Linked DNA regions of Mus musculus: region 1 is linked to region 2. A link is a contact called in public promoter capture Hi-C data. All regions are on one chromosome and are shown on one strand. Each heading gives the region's core, a stretch centred on a gene start, on an enhancer-like site or on the middle of the called end of the contact. The rest is flanking DNA. Distances are from core to core; before and after follow the strand shown. Region 1 holds the start of Fam243 (family with sequence similarity 243). Region 2 overlaps D430001F17Rik (a long non-coding RNA gene).

What was found. Promoter capture Hi-C pulls out the DNA fragments that hold promoters and counts their contacts.
Region 1: a promoter capture Hi-C map of the HPC-7 cell line shows a contact between it and region 2. The contact joins the promoter of Fam243 here to the enhancer-like site in region 2. A contact is called at or near these places in 5 of 39 promoter capture datasets (the C10 cell line, the HPC-7 cell line, cranial neural crest and 2 more), 1 of 15 datasets of contacts at CTCF or cohesin (stem cell-derived epiblast-like cells), 1 of 484 Hi-C or Micro-C datasets (bone marrow-derived macrophages), 3 of 115 datasets of contacts at active chromatin or transcription factors (embryonic stem cells, epiblast stem cells and oligodendrocyte precursor cells) and 1 of 9 other capture datasets (adipose tissue).

What each region holds. Positions count from the first base shown.
Region 1 is chr16:92,319,009-92,322,822 of GRCm38.p6, forward strand. It overlaps Fam243 (family with sequence similarity 243), which reads right to left and starts at 2,433. Exons shown (of 1, transcript NM_029252.2): 1 at 1-2,433. The coding sequence starts at 2,390. The coding sequence ends at 1,635.
Region 2 is chr16:91,960,468-91,964,612 of GRCm38.p6, forward strand. D430001F17Rik (a long non-coding RNA gene) reads left to right here. Exons shown (of 4, transcript XR_876250.1): 2 at 674-768; 3 at 1,099-1,192; 4 at 1,419-4,145. Among named protein-coding and RNA genes, the nearest start is that of D430001F17Rik, 8.5 kb to the left of the region's middle. Within about 2 kb of position 1,859, at least 198 of the 459 cell types and tissues checked have an H3K27ac peak or open chromatin away from gene starts, as enhancers often do. A contact at or near this core is called in the HPC-7 cell line, bone marrow-derived macrophages and oligodendrocyte precursor cells, where this site is marked.

The DNA of each region.
Region 1 (3,814 bases), core at 1,183-3,682, 360 kb after region 2:
TTCCGGCATTCCTGGCTAGACCAGAGCCCTGTGGAACCTATTCATCAGGTTCTGCTTCTTGGACAGCAGATGACTCTAGCCAAGGGTAAGTGGGCCATCAGAACCTGGGAGACACTTGTGGCAGCCTTCCCTAGAGCCCCCGGCAGTACAGCCATGCTGCTTACAGCTTGATTCACATCAGTGAGACTGATGTCTGACTCCCGATAGCCAGCATAGCAAAGAGTGGATTGCTGCTTCCAGCCACCAAATGTGCAATCCTTTGATACGGCAGCCACCAGCTCACACAGCACGGTGTAAGAGTTGGATCTGCAACAGGTGAACTTTGTAGGTCCAAGTGATAGGCAGTTTGGGGTGCGGCACCCTTTAGATAAGATGTGTGTTAAATCCCCTTTTCTCCAACTTGAGAAAACTGCAGAACCCACCGCTTACTCCTGAAGAGCATTAACGCTCCAGGTGGCTCTGTTCATCCCACGGCCTCTTTCTGAATAACACAGGAAGATTCCAGAGAAGAGGAGGACAAGATTGGAATATGGAGCAGTCTGCATTTGGCAGCGGCCTGGCTTCGCAACTCCACCCACAGTCAAATCCGCCGGGAGCTGGTGGACATCTTCATACGCTAGTTTTTTACAGACTTGTCTTTAGAGCTTTTTTTTTTTTTCTAGGTTCAGCAAAACTGAAGACCAAGTAGAGTTCTTGTGCCCTTTCTGCTCCTGCCTCGTGGCTGTCCATATTTTCCTGTGTAGGTTGTCATTTTATGCACCTCAGAGTAACTACTTCTGTTGTGAAGTTATTGCTTGAGCATACATAAGGAAAAAGGCGCTTTGTGGTCGGTTTCACAGGCGCCGGGCTTTTCCTGTAGCAGACGTGCAAGCACAGACCCTTCCGGCCCACAGCGCCCCCTGGGGCTTGAGCAGGGTGTTGTGCCAACTGCAGTAGCTCAGCTCAGAGGCCTGAGATAGACGCAGTGGCAGCCTTTGGACTCTCCGGATGGGATTCTTGCAGGTTGGATATGTGGGTTCCATCGTCCTCCCATCCCCCACTTGACCTAAGACCCCTTGAACCTTTGATGTCTCCATGGCTCCCTTTTGGCCCCACCCATTTGCCTTGGACATATGGAGCGGTTTGACTACCTCGCAGTTGCCTCTCACCACCACTACCTCCCAGAGGGATAGCCCCGGCTGGACCACTGTATGCACGTGTCTCTTGCTCATGGCAAGGCGGATGCTTGTGGATTATTTAACCTGAAGTTTATTGGCTTAGTATTTAATTCAGAGTGTTCTTTTTTGTTGTTGATGTTCTCTTTTCTTCTTAGACCTAAATTTTGATCACACATCCTTTAATCCTGCCCGCCAGTACCCTCCACTGTGCTAGAGTCTTCCCAATAACTCCCATAAACGTGGTCCTCAGGGTAGCCATCACAAGATGAGAGTTGATACCCTGTACTTATCAACAAACTTTAATGGAGCCTCTGTCAACCCCAGGACTTTGCTGGTAGCCCTCAAGAACCTCCCCGTTGAGGCAGTAATCCCTCAAGGTCACCCCTAGAGTGTGGTTTTGGTGATGGTGAGTCAGAATCAGACTCCACAGTTAGCAGCAAAGAGCATACAGCTCAGGGCTTTGTGGAACAGACACCCTTAAGAAAACTTGGCAAGATAATAGTTCTCCCACCTGCGCACCTTGTTGGTTATGGCCTTCCACTTGGTCAGGTTAACCTTTTCAATCCCTTTGCTTATTAAGTCACTGAAGAGTATGTATCGATAAGTGTAGACATTGTCAACAGACTGCAGACAAAACTCCTTCCGGTTGTTTATGATAAACCATTTCATGGAAGACCAGGCTGAGTCTAAGGGGTTCAGATAATTATAGTAGGGAGGCAGAGAGATGAGTTCATGGCCGTAGGACTTGGCCACTCCCGGGGAACACGCAATGCTTGTTAAATTAATGCTTGTTGGGACATAGGCCTTGGCCTCCCCCTCCTTGTCTGTCTTTGGCTTCATCTCATCTTGCTGCCTTCTCCCTTTGACCACGATGGCACACTTGCCATAGGCCCTCTTCACAACATCACAGAACTCCAAGAACAGGCTGTCTTCCTTCTTGATGCACAGGTCATTTCTCAGGAACATGCGATATTTCCAAGGCACCCATCCTTGACTGCCCCCAGCGTGTAGGATACACCACGATGGTGTGTGAATGTAATAGCTGTCACTAAAGTCCTCCCCAGTGACAAGAGTTTCTGGGATCTCAGTTTCCCCAAAATACACGGTCTTGTATCCATTGTGTTGCAGCGATCTCAGAGCGTTGAGATACTGAAGGCACTGTCTCCTCTTGGCGCTGTCAAACTGACTTCTGGTAAAGATGTTTTTCAGAAGACAGTTTGTGAAGCGAGCCATGGGGCTCCCTGAGTGGCTCACATTTTCCCATCTGGGGAGTTCTGGGAGGGGGAGAAGGATGACCTCACAAAGGGACATCTCACGCTGTACCATAGCTACGTGTCAGGGGCAGAACAGCATGAGGCACGTGCTCAGAACTCTTCACCACAGAAAACGCCACCCAGTGTCACTCCTAGAACCGATCTTTTTATGGTGGTCAGGTTTCTGGTTCCTTTTCATTTGGACTATGGAGATGGATGGATATTCTACCCATCTATTTATTTCCAAGGTATTTACTGTGTACCTTCCGTGAATCAGACATTGTGCAGTGTGCCGGGGGATATTCATGATGTGTTTAGGAAGGCCTGGGGTGTGTGTGTTGTGGGGTGTCTGTGCACATGTGTAAACTGTGCCACCTGCCTGTCTACCTTTACAGCAACGGTTGAAGGGAAATATGACGAATGTTGAAGGAAATGGTTGAATGGTTTACAGGCAGCTGAAGGGAAATCTGATGTGGCAGAGAGTAAAAGAGGCAGGCTATGTGCCTGTCCCTCAGAGGGACTGCCGTTAATGGAGATGATTCAGTACATTATCTGAAAAACATCTGATTTGCTATAATTTCTTGAGACCACATCTTGCTCTGTAACCCTGAGTGGCTCAGTATTTGGCTTGAGCGATCCCCCTGCCTAAGCCATTTAAGTTCTGGGATTACAGTCGCGCACCATACTGAGTAGCGTTTCCATTTGATACTTGGAGAAAATGGCAGTTTGCTTCACTTTCTCTCCTCTTTATCACTTTAATTTCCTTTGTATTGTTTCCCCTTTAATCAAAGCTAAAGGTAGTTCACAGATGCGCCTAAGTGGATCTTCCGAATGGCAGTGCAGCCAAAATGATTTGCCTGGTTCTTTGCTTCTCTGTCGAATAACTGGGAATCTCCTCCCTTTACCCTGATGGACCAGGGCTTTCTTGGGACTCAGGCAAACCCAGGCTATCACCATAGCCAAGTTCACACGAAGTGTGCGGTTACCAGACATCCTCTCCAGAGGCCACAGACAGCAGCTTCCAGTTTGTGTCTTGTGGCCATCTTCTCTGGAGACATTTCTTTAGCAGTCTAAAACAGTTTTCAGATGAGATTTGATGTAGATACAGACTCTGTAGCCAGAGTGCTCAGAAGCCGTGACGGTCCCATAGTCCCCAGAGTGCTTGGGAGTGGTGGTGGGGCCATAGTTCCCTCTCCTGCCTGGAGGGACCTGACCGGCCGAGGCTGCAAGGAGAGCGGCCTTGTGGTGATGCCAGTGTCGATGGATGGCGCCTCCTGTTCTCCTGTGAGAGGTCACGGACATGAGAAACTCGTCTAGAAGTGCAGGGGAATCCGCATGCTGTGTTTTGTGTTTGAACAGCGTGCACATTTGATTATATTTCCACACAGCAAACACTGACAACGG
Region 2 (4,145 bases), core at 609-3,108:
TCTGATGATGCTCTGGTCTCTACAAACACTGCATGCATGCAACATGATGCATAGACATTCTTACAGACAGAACACCATTACTCTACAAATAAAACAAACTGAACATGAGTTTACACTCACACCGTTGTATAGTTATAATAAAAGAAAATAGGGAGCTGGAGAGATGGCTCAGTGGTTAAGAGCACTGACTGCTCTTCCAGAGGCCCTGAGTTCAATTCCCAGCAACCACATGGTGGCTCACAACCATCTATAATGAGATCTGGCGCCCTCTCCTGGCATGGAGGCATATATGCAGGCAGAACACTGGGTACCTAATAAATACATTTTTAATAAAAAAATTTTTTTTAAAATCTGAAACAACACGATGTGGTACCTGGAGTAGATGAAATAAGACTGGCGATTGGTAATGATGCTAGACGCAGTGTGATGAGCATTGTGGTGGTCAGTGTTGACAGCTGGATACACCATATAATTATCTCAATGAGGGGGTGTCTAGCTGAACCTGGCTTGTGCACATGTCTATGAAGGATGTTCAGGTTAGATGGGAAGCCCTGCCTACTGTGAGCATCACTATTCCCTTGGCAGGGATCCTGAACTGTGTGAGAACAGAGAGACCCAGCTGGGCGCTCCCATGCAGGCCCCGACTCCCCGTTCTCTCTGCTCTTGACTGTAGGCGTAACCAGCTGCTTCAGGCTCCTGCCTTGACTTCCCTGAAGTGATAGACTGCAACCTGGGATTGTGAGCTAAGTAAACCCTTCTCTTAGTAAGGTATTTTTTTTTTTAATCGCATCCACAGGAAATAAAAGTAGATAAACATTGAGAGGTTTATTAAGGCCATCTCCTCTAGTTTTTGTGCATGTTTGAATATTTCCATAATAATAATAAAAAAAGAAAAACAGTTACCTGTCTTATATCTATCCCTAGGACTTTTATGTTCAGGGAATGGATTTAATACATTTAATTAAAGCATGCGAGGTAATAAAATTACTAAGTTGCTGTAACACAAAAGCATTTGTGGTTTAAACATTGAATCTTCAATGCCGTTGCTCAACGATGCAAATAATGTGGACTTTTGATTCTCACTCCAAACTTGAAAAGGAGACTCTTGTCATGAGCCTGTTCCTGACTCTCCACCAGGCATGGAGTTAGCCTGATCCCTGATCCCCGATCCCCGGCTTTTGCTGCATTTCCGGTAACTATTTCCTTTTCTTTTCCAATAATGTTTTTTATAATGTGAAAACATTGCATAACGCTTAGAAATGCATTCAGTCTCGTTGACTCCTAGATTTCATTATTTTTCTGTGGGGCTGACGGGGCATACTGAATTCATCCTGTTAAATACAGGAACTAATAGGGGTTCTGAGAGGTTAATTGGATTTAGTTAGTTAATTCTTTCTTGTAACTGTGTCTCCTTACAGACATACAGCGTGCACTGAGCTGATGACATATCTGATGTGGTTCAAGGCTCCCGAGAGAGCTAAAAGGTACCTGAGTCTGAGGAGCCCTCAATGGGGAATAGCAAGCCAGACAGCTTGCTAATGGACAGACAGAATGAGACACCTGGCTGGCCCTTCAAATGGGCAGAAGTTTCTTACCTTCCCATACTTAATGCCAGGATTAGAATCCAGGCCCAGAGACCAGCCCACCTCTGTCCAATGGGACCCAATCTCTCGGCAGCAATTCTGGCTCTCGGTTTTTAATCTTAGATTCCAGTTTTCTTTGTTCCTTAATTTTCCCTGTGGGATGTTTTTTTTTTTTTTCCCATAGAGCTTTGTGTGGTTCTGTTATGGAGCATAGAAGGAGGGCTGATTTCTCTGTTGGGAGGTGAGGGGAGCACTCTGTCACTCTGATGGAATGGATTGGAAGTGGGTGGATGCTGGCCAACCTGTGTCCTGCTAAGATGCAGCCTAGGGGAATGTCCGTCCCTCACCCCCAGCTGCCTTCGCTCTGCTGGCTGCTGGTCACGTGTCCCTGTTTACCTGCACAGGCAGTCATTATTCACCCCTTCCCACGTACCCCCACACTTGCACACAAAGCCAGAGAGTGGCTTACATTTTCTTTTCTTTCTTTCTTTTATTTTTTTTTATTTTTATTTTTTTTTTTTAAAAGAACCTTCCCCAAACCCATTCTAAAATGTCAAGTGTTTCAGTTTGAGGAAAAAAAAAGCTGAAAAAACCGTGACTCATGACAAGGCTGACAAACAGCTCTGAGGGTATGCTGGTGAGTCACTCTGAGACTGTAGCGGCGAGGGCCAGCGGTGGGGAGATTGTCAGGAGACCAGCCAGTAAAATTCCACAACTCTCCCGAGCAGAGTAGGAGGTAATTCAAAAACCCTGGGATTTTTCCAGCTCTCATTTCATGTAGGACTCAGGCTGCTCTTAGATATGTTGATCTCCTCAGGAAATCATCAAGAATGATTACCAAAAATATAAAACAAAAAAAAAAACCAAAAAACAAAAAAAACCCCAAAACCCACCCCCACGTTATTATCTTTCTGTGCCCAGTGCCATGTTGAACCAGCCCTGTTTGCCACTGCGCACTAGCGAGGCTGCTGGGTTGTCTGGAAGGGTCTTGGGTTGCTAGGCAACAGCACTGGCAGCATCCATCATGCCCAGTAATATCAGTGTGGCCAGCAGAGCACATTGGTCCCCCACCCCCACCCTCTCCCCCAGCCTCCCCACCCCTTGTGAAAATGTTAATTTGCATCTTGGGGACAGGAGCTGTGCCAGGTGATCTTGTGTATAAAATAATTCAGTGCAGGGTACAAAGTGCAAATACTGTTTCTAGTCGCAAGACAGAATGTGTGACGTCGTCGTCGTCGCAGATACAGACCTGTTTGTGAACGTACTTTATATTAGCCGTGTGTGTAGGTGTGATGTAAAAGCCATTGTGTCAAATGCATCCTCATGTCTTCTGCCGTTCAATCATTTTTCCTGTCTGCCCACACACATCTTATTTACGCCTTGCTCTCTCTCTCTCTCTCTCTCTCTCTCTCTCTCTCTCTCCTCCCTCTGTCCCTTCCCCCTTTCTCTTTGTGCTGTGGTCTCCTGGTGATGGAGTTATTGTTTGTATGTCGGGATGTGTAGACAGGAGGAAGTGTATTTCTAGAGGTGAGAGGGCCCCATGGTTATGGTTGGAGGCCTCTCTTTACAAGGCTTTTCAATGTGGCAATTGTGTTCCAGAAATGCTTCTTTTGGGGGTGGGTCTCCATCAGGCCAAGGTCTGTCTGTGCCTTTTATTTACTGTCAATAGGCAGCAGTCACAGGGAACTGGTAAAGGGCCAGAGGGAGCAATGTGGCAGGTGGGAAGGAGACCCAAATCTTTTCTCCTTCCCAGTCCACGCTGGCATTTCTACAAGTTACTGCATTCTGTGACTTTCCTGGGAAGACACAAACAAATGTCTATTCACCGCCGCAGATAGGGCACTGGCCCACTAAAGTCCAGCGTGGCGAACCAGTGGGTTTATTAGGCTTCTTTGTAGGGGCATGGGAGCTCAAAGACAGCTGCAGCTCCTGGGTGGGTGAAGTCTCCTCTTCTCAGGTGTGTCAAGGTGTCAGCGAAGATCAGCCATCATGGGTATTTAAGTTCTCAGCTAGCCCAGGAGGTCTAAGCCTTCATTTCCCCCAGAGGAGAAGCAGGGCATCTTCCATACTGGTACGCAGAGTCTACACGAGTGGTCCTGGGAAGAGGGCTGGGTTACAAGCTTTTCTTCAGACTCCTGGCCCTGTGGCCTTTCTTGCTGGTTCATTATGAGATCTGTTGTCCTCCCTCCCCACCTTCTCTCCCTCCCTCCATCCATCTCTTTCTTTGTTGTAAGGAAAGGTTTTTGTTTCAATTCAATTTTGGCTTACAGTTCCACAGGCACAGAATTCATCATGGTGGAAGGCATGGGAACCTGGAAGCAGAGGGTACATTTCATTTCTACAAAGGAAGCAGAGAAGTGGGGGAGGGGAGGAACTTGCCTTCCTTAAGATTATCTCTTGATACTTCGTTCTTCAGTGGACTGAGGTCTCTCCTGGAGTAGCCGATAAGGTTGGCAGAAGCTTTGGGTAGGACTTTGTTGGCGTTTGAGCCATGGCCTGGGCAAGCTGAGCGATGGGTCTCTGGAGCTCAGGAGGTTTGGGTTGGCCTCTGACATCTCTCTT